Regions from separate parts of the Zea mays genome. Here region 2 is linked to region 1. Evidence: chromatin contacts called from public Hi-C data. All regions are on one chromosome and are shown on one strand. Each heading gives the region's core, a stretch centred on a gene start, on an enhancer-like site or on the middle of the called end of the contact. The rest is flanking DNA. Distances are from core to core; before and after follow the strand shown. Region 1 holds the start of LOC100284320 (2-C-methyl-D-erythritol 2,4-cyclodiphosphate synthase). Region 2 holds the start of LOC103653918 (heavy metal-associated isoprenylated plant protein 45).

Region 1 (6,713 bases), core at 3,329-5,828:
ATTTTTCCGTTTTCATTTCATTATTGTTTTTTTTCTGTGCAGCTGCTTATGTTTCTTCAATTTGGAGGATATACTCTAGTAAGGAGCTCCAAAGATCTATTTGGAAGTTTTGGCTTCAAGGACCAGCCAGTAATAATTGGATTGATCATTTTCCAGGTATGTTTGAAAATAGTCTGTAACGGGCATCATCATTCTGTTTTGTTCTTTCTCATGATTTCTGGTACTGACTACCAAGTTATTTCTAAGGCCCTGTTTGTTTCGTTGGAATTGAATTTCATTTTAATAATTATAATTTAGACAAAACTAATTAAGTTCATATATTTATATATGTAATATATTTGTATATTATCTTAAATCATATGAGAGAGAGAGTTATATACTACATTCATGTTATAACGAAGTAAGTAGAAGAGTGCTATAAGTTGTACATCGGAAAAATAACATGTAAATTTATAGAATCAATTTTCATCTCTCACCCCATGAATTTGAGATAGACTTATATGGTAACTTTGGAAAGTAGTGGAATGTCACATTCTAAAAAAAATAGCATATTCCAATAGTAAGATTCCAATTCCTCAAAATGAAAGGAAACAAACGGGGCCTAAGAGAAATCTGTTTGAGATGAATTCTAATTATAGGTGCTTATACTTTTTGGTTCAACATGCCTTGAAAATTTAGATGTGCTGTTCTATGAGTTTTTGGCATTATAGTCATTATTGCTCGATTGATGCATGTGTCACTTCGATTGCAGCACACCATAATACCCATCCAACACCTTCTGAGCTTTTGCCTGAACCTTGTCAGCAGAGCATTTGAATTTCAGGTCATTCTTCTATCTGGCTCCAAGTTTCCTGCTATTGACAGTTTTAAAGATTTCGTTTGCACTCACTTCAATTGATTCAATTTCTAGGCTGATGCCTTTGCCAAGAACCTTGGATATGCCCCTCAGCTCCGAGCAGCCCTTGTTAAACTACAGGTAACCATTTAAATGCCATTTTTAATTTAATCTGTTTTTCTTACAGTTAACAGTGGCATTACTGTTAATTTTTCTAAAGAATTTCTGAACTGCAAGGCGTGATGGTATATATACCAAGCTTTCACTCTTTCTGTAACCGAGCAACTCCATTTTCCACTGGCATCCCTTTTTGTACTTGTGCTCGTTTTCTTGTGCCTTCCTAACAAGATTGTTGTTTATCCCACATACCGTTATATACTTATATAGCCACAAGATTTGCATTCAGCACTCTAAAGCATGTACAAAAAATTTCAGGAGGAGAACTTGTCTGCGATGAACACCGATCCTTGGTATTCGGCATATCACTACTCCCACCCACCACTCGTCGAGAGGCTGCAAGCTCTTGAAGATTCAGACAGCAAAAAAGAAGATTAGTCGATCCTTGTATGAGGTTTACATATGGATTTTTCCCTGCCACATGCACACCGATTCAGTGCTTGGATGGTGAGGGTTTTGACATAGGAGTGTTGTCAAAGCTTTAGAGTGCATCTTTCGGTCAGGTGTAACAGCCTTTCGGTCATTGAGACATATAAGCGAATTAGCTATTAAAAAAAACAGAACTGTTGCATCTTTCTGAGTTGTGCAATTGTTCACGTGTCACGTCACGTTTCGAGCAGCAGAGAGACGCCTCTGAGCAGCACTCATCATTTCATGTGGAGCCTGTACGCAGCAGGCGCCTAATCCAGGCATGCGGGTTGTTGCTGCTCCAGCCTCCTCTGGCCTCTGCTCCATGTGCCCGTCAGGCCTCTGCTCCATGTGCCCGTCAGGCTGCGATGCTCTCACTCTTCACTCCCTCGTCGCCTCCCCTCCCACCCCCCTACCCGCGGCACCGTCACAGCCCTTCCCGGACTGGATTACTGGAACGAGCGGAGTTGGATTGAGAAAAGAGACTGGGTGGAGTTCTGGAGATGGAGTAGGGATGGCTGGGTAGTGCTTACATGTACCTGCGAGATAAAATTATATATAAAAAAACTCGTACCTCGTTCATAGGTATGAAATTGCTCGAGGCGGTCTTAGTGCAGTTTAGTTGATGCACGAGATGTTTAGATCTAGCTGCTGATGTGTTTTTGGTCAGGTCAGAGTTGATCCGTTGTTTTGAATGCTGAATATAGTTAACAACAAGTAAATAAACAGAATACAAATGGAACTTGAGAAAGTTGCAGCATCTTGCACTAGCGTTTGCTTCAGTCTTCTATCTGATGCTTCCTTTCATGTTCAAAGTTGAAGCTATGCTGTGTGCAATAGCAGATCGATTTTCGGCCTATATTTGGACCCTGCTATCACTGAGTGGTAATGGTCCTTTGTAATTGCACTGATGGTAAGGAGAACATTTTTATTGGTGCAAAATGAAGTTCATCGGATGTTCACACTAAGATGGCCAGACCTTTGTTTATGAATATGAAACTCATTCCTAAATGCCAATTGAAGACAACTCAACTTCGTGATACATTGTAGAAAAAGGGGAGGAGGGGGGGGGGGGGGGGGGGGGGGGGGATCCAAGTAAAATGCAGAAAATTTCTCATTGCAATCAGCTTTATTGTTTCTACCACATGAAGATTTTAGATTTCCATACTGGCTAGAGCATTTAACAAGGGCAAGTATAACTTAACGACCTTTTTCTTGTAGCACGATACAATTAGGTACTATTTGTTTTTTTTTCTACTTCCGCATCAGGAGAACTACGGTATGAGCAGCTATGCTCCTGTTTTCCCCTAGACTGTCAACTTTCTCGTGCGTTTTGGCCTTGAGATTGACCACAGATGGATCTGCCCCAAGTAGGTTGCACAGATTCAATCTGATTGTCTCCTTGAACGGGCTAATTTTTGGTTTTTGCAAGATCAGCGTAGCATCAAGGTTGCCCAGCTCGTAGCCTGCTTCATGCATCAATTTCACCTGAAATGACATGGCAATTGAAGGAGCTTAAAGTGTTGTATAATGGGACTACAAAGACTTCAATGGTAAAATGGAAGCAAGTGTTTTCAATAAGACGAGAAAAAGAGAACACCCGTGCTCAGATTAGATATAACACCCTGCATAAATAAGCGACATAAGACCAATTTCACTAGTCAACGGATTTATGCAGAAAGAGAGGCATGGGGAAGATTTCTGTCCAGCTCCTCCAGAAGTACCAATAGTAAATGTGCAGTCAGCATTCTATGCACGTGGACCATGCCTTGTACAAAATCTAAAACGTGGAATACTTTCTGCCCTTGAAGAGTCCAAAGGTCAAGAACACATTTTTCAGTCAGCAACTCGTGTGAGAACTGCCAAGACATCTTGTGACATAATGACGACTGAGCATCTAATGGTCCAGGAGCAATAGAATAGACCATTGAAACAGTACTAACGCGTTCTCAAGGATGTTCTCCACTCCACATACCACAAGGCACCTACATATTACATTTTGATATAAAGCTATGAGTCTATACTAACAAATATGAGCACGAAAAAACAAGTAAACAACATGGTATACTATAAGATGTATAGTTATTCATTTAAAAGAATGACTTGGAATTACGAATGGTTCACCAAATGTTAGGTAATCAATCTATAATATGCTCTGATAATTGATCCAGCAATAGAGAAACCGTCCAATTTACTTATGATATCAACATCCTGACATGGTACATATCAATCATTAATCTGTAGAGATTACCCAACCGTTTTCTGAGAACCCCAAAATTTCTCTACGAAACTCTACATTTTGTTGTGATAAATCATTCAAATAGGTCTTGAAACCACGTTACTTACACAAAACACTGCAGATACTAACATGGTTAGGGAAACAGGATGGAATTGATCGCATCAAATGAACTAGAGATAACGCACTGGAAAGAAGAGAAACTCACAGCTTCCCTCATGAACACCGAAGAATCGGCGCCCTTCCAACGGGGGTCGGAATCCGGGAAAATCTGCCCGATGTCCGGCAGCCCCAGCGCGCCGAGAATCGCGTCCACCACGCAGTGCAGCAGCACGTCTCCTGCACAGGGGGGGCCGAAACAAGCATTCCCAAATGCGAGGTCAGAAACAGAGTCACGCAGGAACCGTCAGAGTGAGCCTCGCAGGAGCGCGTACCGTCAGAGTGAGCCTCGCAGCCGCGGTCGTGGGGGATGTCGATGCCGCCGATGATGAGCGGGAGGTTGGGCTCCAGGCGGTGGAGGTCGAAGCCGTGGCCCACGCGGAACGGTAGCGCGGGCGGCTTCGGCGTCGCGGCCACCGCGGGCTGGTGCTCCGCCTGGACGGCGGCCGCGACGGCTGGTGACGGCCTAGGCCGGAGGCGCATGGAGAACGGCTGCGCGGAGGGAGGGAAGGACCCGGCGCTGGCTCGTGGCGCAGTTGAGATGGGGGAGGAAGCCAGGAAGAGGGAGGAGGCGTAGGGCGCGGTGGCCATGGCGCCGCTGCTGGTGGCTGGTGCTTGGTGGGCGAGATGGCGCAGTGGCCGAGCTTTTTTTCGGGATGCTCGGTGAAGTGGGGAGCGCGACTGCGCGAGGAGGAAGAGGAACCGAGAAATCCTTGCGTTTTTTTTTTGTGTGCCGGAATTATTTGCGCCAAGCCGAAGTGAGCATCTGCAACTGGAGATGCGATGGCTGCACTTGGAGGAGCAATTCTTAAGTACTTGAGCAAATTTGGATTACTGTGAAGCACCATTTCCAGAATCCAGTTGAATTTTGTCATGGTCGTTGTACATACCTTATTCTCTTAAAAAAGATTAGACCCCGTCTGGTAGGGTTCCTGGAAACTGCCTCTAATTCTCTCAAAAAAGTTTAATTGGAAATTGGTAACCCAGACTTTGCTGTTTCTCACTTCAAATTTATATGGGTAGCATTGCAAAAAAAAAAAACTAAATCATATTTTGAACTAATAAACCGAAAGCATTTGGAAAGGCCACTTCAAATAACATATCCACCCTTGCAATGAACTCGTCGCCAGGTTGCTTCGATACTGAATACAATTCAAATGGTAGTGTATCCTTTACATTGTGATTTTATTTCCCTTTTACACAATGGCAACGACGCCTGATGCAATATAGACGATTCACACAGGAACAAGGAATATTCGGAAGGTGCACTCGTTGCTCTACAAAACCACGATCGCCTCAAGCCCTCTCAACTCCTCAAGTGAAACTTGCCCACATAAACAGCGAGACGGCCACATGGCGCACAGGTCCCCGTATCAAGAGGGCAGCAAGAAACCAATCAGAGAACTGAACTCAACGAATGGGGAAGGGATCTTTCCTCTCGTCCCATTTCCAAGGACAGCCTTGATTATCTGAACTGAAGCAGCATCCAATGCCCTAGATGGCCGAGCTTTTGGGATAGGTGCAGGCGCCTCCTTCGTGGCAAAAATTTTATATACACATCAGGCCGCAGACCAATCTCACCTTTCATGACCGCAGACCAATCTCACCTTTCATGGCCGCACCCTTACACAATCAGCAGTCATGAAGCTAGCGAGAAGCGAAAAGGTGCAGGCGCCTCCTTCGTCACTCATCGGTGCTACGCCAGGGCACCATCCTGAGGTCTGTCCAACTGAAATTATATGCGGACAGACCTGGCCACACTATCCACCCTTAATCCTGGAATAGTTAGAAACTTGTCAGTAAATTGCGGAAACAAAAGAGGTGGCGGGACAACGAAGAGGGCGCACCTTACATGAAAGGTGCACTCGTTGCTAGAGCCGAACTCCTGGAGCTCCCTAGCTCAGGTCCATCAGAAGCGCTATATAAAGACAACAATTTCCTCTGCATCAAAATGCATAGAGTACAACTCAGCTCCTTTTTATGATTGGGAATAAGAGAAACTGCATCCTGATTAGATCATCGAACTATACTGCATGCCTAGTTTAATACACAAATGGTTTCCCAGTGCTGAGACGCTTGGCTAACCTGGCGTGCTTAGTATATACTAGTTTTTTTTTTACTGAAGACTAACTTTCTGAAGATTAATCCGCGCTAACCTGATATATGTAGCACTGATTAATCTTGTGTTTTCTCACTTAATGCAGTATGGGTGTCAGGAGATAAAAGTCTATGCTATAAGATAGTGGTTCAAACTTCAGGCCTGCTCTACCGAGTACTGGCAATCACCAATTGGTACGCCCTGCTTACAGGGACCAACTAAGATCATGAATGGTTCAAGAAGGCAAAACTACACAAATCATGTGTGCCTTCTTTACATGCTGACCGAATGGGATTTTACAAAGTGGCTATCTCCACTGTATACACACAGCAAAAATGGGATAACATAGTTATGGATAGTAATATTTTGAGGAAGGTAAAGGAAACCTCTATTAGAGGACAAACACCATAGAGAAATCGTGCAAACAGCAAAACACAGAAGCATGGACCAGACACCTATAGAAAACATTACTGGTGGGTCGAAATACACAACCGTCAATTAGTGGCAAACGATTTAGTAGAGGCATAATCTGAAGACATGTTTGAACTGCTTACTTGATCTTCAAAATCAGGACTGGTCAAATTGATGGAGAGATTCCTCATCAACAACAGCGCCTAATGGTAAACAGACACACATGTCAATAAGTAAACACAGGCAGAGACCCAAACCATAATTTTGAGGAAATGATGATTTCAGCGTGCCACCTATTGGTTTCAACAGAGAACAAAAAATGATGACTATTTAGTTTGCCACAATGCTTGAATGAGGAGAGCTTAACTACTACCAGGCATCGTACATAA
Region 2 (6,647 bases), core at 3,222-5,721, 570 kb after region 1:
TGAACAAAAGAAACTAAACAATGATGACGACTATCCATAGGTAGTTTGATTAGAGCAACGAAGGCCTAGAAATCTTCAAAATCTTTATAGTAGTCCACCTTCTATGGACCTTATTCTGACTAGCAAATTCAGCAACAATAAGTACATTTATGGTTGGTACTCAACAAGTGTGTAAGAAATAGTGCAGTGTAAGGGTAACCAAGAATAAGGTTGAGTACAACATTCCACATTTTTAATCAAATTGGTCAAAATTTTATTAGCAATTACTAAGTATAAGTTTATACCATCCACAATTAAGTAAAAGATCATAAATAAAATACTAACAATAAACCACCTGCAAGTCCATTTAATTTACTTCCAATAGATTAATCATGTGAGGATCCAAGTCATTTTTTATTGTGAGCACGACTGATATCGATTTTACACTCTAAATAGGTTATATATATCTTTACCCATAAGTGGTGATCCCTTATTGTCTTGGGTTGATGAGACCCTTAAACACTTCTAAGATGAGTCAGCAAGGTTTTACTACGAGGCATTTCCAATGATCCAATAGTATAAAAGATAGCATGCTCATGCTTTAATTAGGACTAGGTGTAGCATGGACCTCTCTAGATTGAAAAGCTACCACAGAGCATATTACCCCAAGAACTGATCCATACTCCCGACAACTTCTTCCATCTTGCCCTTTTGGTAAGGTTAACACATAACTAGCTTTCCTAATTAATTAGCGAAGACCAGAGCCTTAATAGTCCTTATGGTTATATTGTTTTCTCGGGTTGTCGCCCTATGTTCCAATCAAATACAGTGTTCTTGAACTAACAATACCACAATAATACCAACAAATAATATATCACAATAATAAACCATTATCCATGTTTCCTGAGTAACAACGTCCCCATAAACCATGTAAAGCATCTAGCAGGTCTACCCAACATAATTAAAGTAAACCAGATGTAAACAAGGTATAGGGAAAACAAGACTAGTTATCACTTCATAGGTCCCATCAATTTAACCTAATTGTGCATATCATTAGTGAGAACATAAAATTAAATATTATATAGGCCCAACAATAAGATCAAGGACACAACTTGCCTTTTAAAACAACATCTTGCTACCCAGAGTCTTTCACAGGCTTGGTCTTCCTATCCCTCTGTTGAGGATTTCTTGATAGTGATTTATGTGGTAGGGCGCGAAATCGAGAATTGAAGGAAAAATGCACGAGAGACACAAGATTTAGACTGGTTCGGACACACGTCGTGAGATAATACCATACCCTACGTTCAGTGTCTTGGTGGCTATTGATATGTTGTGTTCTAGTCTACGCTATGCCCATCCCTCCTTTTATAGTTCAAGGAGACGGGTGAATACGAGTAGGTTACATGATATGTCTAATCTAGTAACCTAGTCATACGAGAATCCAACTCTTTACAATTACATGTGTATATTCTTTATCCTTTAGGATCTGCCCTATCTGCTTAGGAGACTCTGCCTTGTATGTTGGAATTTTGTCCTATCTATTTAGGACACTCACTTGTCTCTCCTATTCTAATAATATTTTTGTCATATTTGTACTTATAGAGTCCTCGTATTAGACCTTTTAAAAATCATGACGGCTGAGTCCAAAGACTCTAGGTAGGAGACAACTCCGACGAGTGAGTCCTTAATTTGTGTCAGTTGCAGCGATTGAGAGTCCACGCGTGCGGCTTGGATGAACCGAGGTTATATGGATTTTAAAAATAGTTTAGGTTCCTGATAAACATTTGTTATTAATTTTTTTAAAAATGGTCAAATCTACTTAAACCAGCAATATGCATAATAATACTAAGTCAAATGAAACCGATTTATTAGGTTTCTATAAACTAGATCTACAGAATATAGATAATAAAAAAACATGAAACATATTTTATATTTTCTATGTAATATTATTTGTGGATTTCTTAATATGTTAGTCTAATCTTTGCGAGTCACGTGTGTCATCACAAGTGTGGACGAAAATTTATAGCCTAAACTTAGACATAATCTAGTATATTCTGTAAACCTTATTATAACAAAGTTAGAAACGTTTGACTTATTTAGATCAAAGACAAAATGAAGTGTAATTTGGAAACGAGGAAGTACCTTTTAGAGATGTGTATAAATGGAAGGACGACGTGCGCATGAGCATTGGAGATTGGGATGGGATGGGAGGAGCGTGGAAGCAAAACTGATGGCTGTGCCAAAGAGAAGGGTAGCAGCCTTTTGTTATCATAGAACATGCATGCATGCAAACGAAAGGCGCTTTCTTTTCTCAGAGCGACAGAGGGCAGGCTCTTTAATTTCCTCCATCGATCCCGCCTCATGCATATTTCGTCTCCGATAAATCCCTTCTCATCGCATCGCATGCATCCATGGTCCTACACTTTCCGACCAGCAGTCGAGGAGCCGCGCCAGTCCATCATCCTTTGCTTGGAAGTTGGAATGACGTACAGATATGATCTGTGCCAAACATGCTGTGTAAGCATCACATCAGTCATCAGATAACCTCATGCCTGCATGCAGGTAATAACCATGTCAGGGCTAGGGCAATCACTCCGTAATACTCCTATTAATTTCTGCTGATCTGCTGTAAATTGCAGCGACCAAAAATTTAATCACGGCGAGACTGCAGTTCGCTGGCTGCTCAGTGCTCAATTTAGGCCTTTTTTGTTTGTTATAAGAATGCACCAGAAATCGTTGCATCGATCAATCCGACTAGAAATCATTTCAAGCAAACTTCCACACCTCCAACTACTTATTTTTTGCCATCTCGTTGTGGCGCCGCACAGCTCCCTGACGCACGAAGCTCTCCCGTCAAGAATCCTTATCAGGTAACACACTTGCGAATCATAGTGCCAATATACTGAACTGGTTTCCAAATCCAAAGGTGCCGAATATGAGAAATCAAATATGTATCGACAAATATATCAAAGTAACACACATCAGGAGCCATAGAACTACAATTGCTGAAGTATCTGTGTCCTCATCATGATCCAGAGAAGAGCTTTCTGCCATACCCAAGTTATAGAACAGATGCTTCGATGTTGTGCTTGCTCCTTTGACCCATCTATGTACCTACCTACCTAGTACACATAGCAGATGAATGAACATAAGCATTAATAATATTTCATATGCTGCTAACTGAATCAGTTCAGTTAAAAGAAGGCCGAGCATCATTGTCCTTCGATCAGGTCAATACTTTTAGATAAGAACGTACGTGAACAGCAAGATGAGGACACTTCAACAAATAACAAGACGTGAACAGCAAGATCATGAGATATGACTATATGAGGCCAATTCTCCCAGGTAGCCTGCTCACGCGCGTCCTTACTCTTCACCAAAAAAAAACACACATCCATCTGCATATTGCAACAATATTAATATACTCATAGTAGCAGCAGTGCAGCTGCAACTACTAGGCGATAGACTGATAATGATCTCTGACTTGAACAAGCTTAAATTATATCGCTAAAAGTTTTTTTTTCCTAAAGAAAGGTAGCCATAAGTAAAAGGCAAAGACATGCCATCTGGCAATCTCCCTGAAGACTCCAACAGACATCGTAATAAAACTCACTGCATTCAAGCATTTAACTAACATCAGCACCATCTGCATAATAGAAAATTTAAAAGTTTACAAGTGTACTTTGTCAACCAGGTTAACCTTGTGCCCACTGATTGTTGAAATTCATTAACTTTATAGTCCAGTTCTCCGGGAAAGCATTACTGCAGGTTGGCTATTTCAGTTTCAGACTATGATATGAATACAGAGAACACACAGAATCACATCGATTCAATCTATCAAATGGTTTAAGATTAATACTCTGAACTTTCTTTGTTTCCCAAATTTGTTGGGAGCAACTGGGAAAGAGAAACGAACAAACATATAGTTTGACCTGAAATTCAGTTTCCTTTACCACTGACAGCAAGTTCATGGGTGCAGTCAAAGCTCTTGGTCTCTTGGGTGGAGTTAGCCGGAGGTATAAATGGCCGGCTTCTGCAGCTTCTACACTATAAATTGCAGCTGCCGCAATTCAAACAACTAGCTATAATCTAAAACAAACATTGATTGATATTTTCATGGTTTATACTACCCTATTTTTAAATTTTTATCGTCCACTAATTTATTTTTGAAAAAACTAAAACACGGTAAATAAAAAAACCGAGGGAGAGTGTCTCTTTGCATCATCTCTGTATAAAGGTCGAAGACAAACAGATACAAATTTGTTGTGGTTTTTCACTTACAAAATTACGCATCTGCGCCATAATATTATGAAATAACTGCGGACTTAATTTCAGAACAAGTATCTGATTATGATATGACTAAAGCAATACCTATAATGTTTACATCTGGGCCGGTAGTTTATTAATACAGTAGAAGTGTTTTCTTGCTTATACAGTGCAATTAATTAGTCCTCAGGTATTTTATATAACTAATGGTTACATCGTCATTGCTGGATTAACTTATATATTTTTTTCATAATTACTTACTTTACATTAAGAAAGAATACAGAATAACTTATGTCTTTATCTCTCATGCGTTATTTTTATCGTATTATTTTCTAGTAAGAAAAAAACAAGATTTTTATACCTTTTTCATGCCTCAACTTTGTCCAGGAAAAAAAAGAGATATCTTCGATAGAGGTCAGATTGATCCCAGCAAAAGCAATCAGCCTGGCGACCGAAACCGATCGGACATGGGCCAAAAATCTCATCCATTATCTGGCCCTGCCGGTGATACGACATTGTTCTGCACCCAAGATGTCGAGGCCCTTCCCGGCCAACAGATATCTTTTCCCGGAGAACAATATTTGCTCGTGGCGCATATATCCCCGTCCCTGGCCTCGCGTATTGGGAGACGCCGTGCTGCTTTGGAATGGGCGAACTGCGATCGGTGTCGCTCTCGTGCAACTTACCGTGAACGTCGGCCTCCTATCGCTCGCGGCAGTATTTATACGCTTCGTCCCAGCTGCACTCCTCCACCGCCGCCCATCGATCCAAGCCGGCGGTCGGCTTGGACGGTGGCTGGAAAATGCTTCGCTTTTGGAGGACGCAGAGGAGCACCACCTCGTCGAACGCGTTGTCGGTGAGTGACCCCATTTGTGAATGAGAAAGCAGAGAAGACGGTAGCTTCTCTTCATCTCTTGTTCTCTCTCTCTCTCAGCCTCATGGCTTTGCATTTCTGTGGCTATGCTAGGTCGTGGAGATGAACGTGCACATGGACTGCGACGGCTGCGAGAAGCGAGTGAGGAAGGCCATGTCCCAGCTGGAAGGCACGCACGACTGATTCCATTCCTCCATCCTGTTCATCAGAAATATATACCAACAAAACCCAATTCCGATCCATCAGGAGTATGCATGACAGATATGCTAGCTGTGCAGTGCAGGAGTGAGCTCGGTGGAGATCGACATGGATCGGCAGAAGGTGACAGTGACAGGGTACGTGGACCGGCGGGAGGCGCTGCGCGCGGCGCGGCGGACCGGCAGGGCGGCGGAGTTCTGGCCGTGGCCGTACGACGGCGAGTACTACCCGTTCGCGATCCAGTACCTGGAGGACAACACGTACATGGCCACCAACAAGTACTACCGCCACGGCTACAACGACCCCACGATCGGATCCTACCCCTGCCACGCCTTCACGCATGTCCTCGACGACGACGCGCTCGCCGTCTTCCACGACGACAATGTCCACGCCTGCGCCGTGATGTGATGTACGTGATGCGAAGAAGAAGAAGAAGAAGAAGACAGTATGCGCGTAGTACTCACTGCTGGTATGTGGTATTCACATGTAAAACCTGATTTCACTACGACCTCGAAGAAAGGAGAGTTAATTCCATCTTCTCGCAAAAGAGAGAGATCATGCATGTTAAAAATTATCAGCTCTCGTCAGGCCGCCGTTAACAAATTGCTGCTGTGAACAAGCAGCTCAAATAAAGTCTTGCTCTGAACACCGCACAAAAAATTGGGTGCTGTGATTTTTTTCTTTTTACTTGTGCTGTTGTGCAAAGGTTGTGGCCGGTCCCATAATCCCATTCAACAAGGAATCTATAGCTTTCGCCAGAGGAATGGAATCGTTGGACGACATGGGAGTAGAAAAAAGGGAGCGCTGCTGTTCTAGTTTTCCAATGGCTCAGGCCAAGAGTGACGATGAACTCGTAGCGCATGAATATGTTCCTAATTCTGGTGAGGAGAAAAGATCTTAAGTCATCCATGCATGCAAGTATACATAATGTCCGAATATGCCTTATCCTGCAACACTCGAGCTAATGTAGTAGCAAGCACCGCAAGCATGCTCGCCAGTGATGCAATGGGCAGGGATCGGGGATTTTTGGGTCAGGATTATGTTTCGATCTCTTCGTAGTTAAGGTTATATACTTATATACGTCTTAAGTACCGGCTCTACTGAGAGCGTGGTCTTTGTCTCTCCGGCCGGGTTTTTATTTAATATAGTAGCAATCAGATATGACAGTAAGCATTTAAGGATCTGTTTAGGATAGCTCTAGAAAATTTGATGTGGTTGGTAGAGCAGGTCATTAGATACTCTATAAAATCATATGACTGGAGACATAAGCATTTATAAGATATTTACATAAGTTATTTTGTTTAATATTTAGATTAAAAATAGTTTTAAA

What was found. A called contact is a pair of places that touch in the nucleus more often than the background predicts.
Region 2: a contact with region 1 is called in a Hi-C map of bundle sheath, with 2.5 times the contacts expected there. The contact joins the promoter of LOC103653918 here to the promoter of LOC100284320 in region 1. A contact is called at or near these places in 2 of 25 Hi-C or Micro-C datasets (bundle sheath and ear).

The regions. Positions count from the first base shown.
Region 1 is chr4:161,139,727-161,146,439 of Zm-B73-REFERENCE-NAM-5.0, forward strand. LOC100284320 (2-C-methyl-D-erythritol 2,4-cyclodiphosphate synthase) reads right to left here and starts at 4,579. Exons shown (of 3, transcript NM_001157215.2): 1 at 4,091-4,579; 2 at 3,865-3,995; 3 at 2,517-2,908. The coding sequence starts at 4,406. The coding sequence ends at 2,675. It overlaps LOC100274468, which reads right to left. Exons shown (of 9, transcript NM_001360601.1): 7 at 6,468-6,527; 8 at 5,663-5,756; 9 at 4,940-5,591. The coding sequence ends at 5,664. LOC100192503 reads left to right here. Exons shown (of 14, transcript NM_001137723.1): 11 at 43-156; 12 at 752-823; 13 at 911-976; 14 at 1,271-1,588. The coding sequence ends at 1,390.
Region 2 is chr4:161,706,799-161,713,445 of Zm-B73-REFERENCE-NAM-5.0, forward strand. LOC103653918 (heavy metal-associated isoprenylated plant protein 45) reads left to right here and starts at 4,472. Exons shown (of 3, transcript XM_008680723.4): 1 at 4,472-5,101; 2 at 5,213-5,288; 3 at 5,403-5,966. The coding sequence starts at 5,048. The coding sequence ends at 5,725.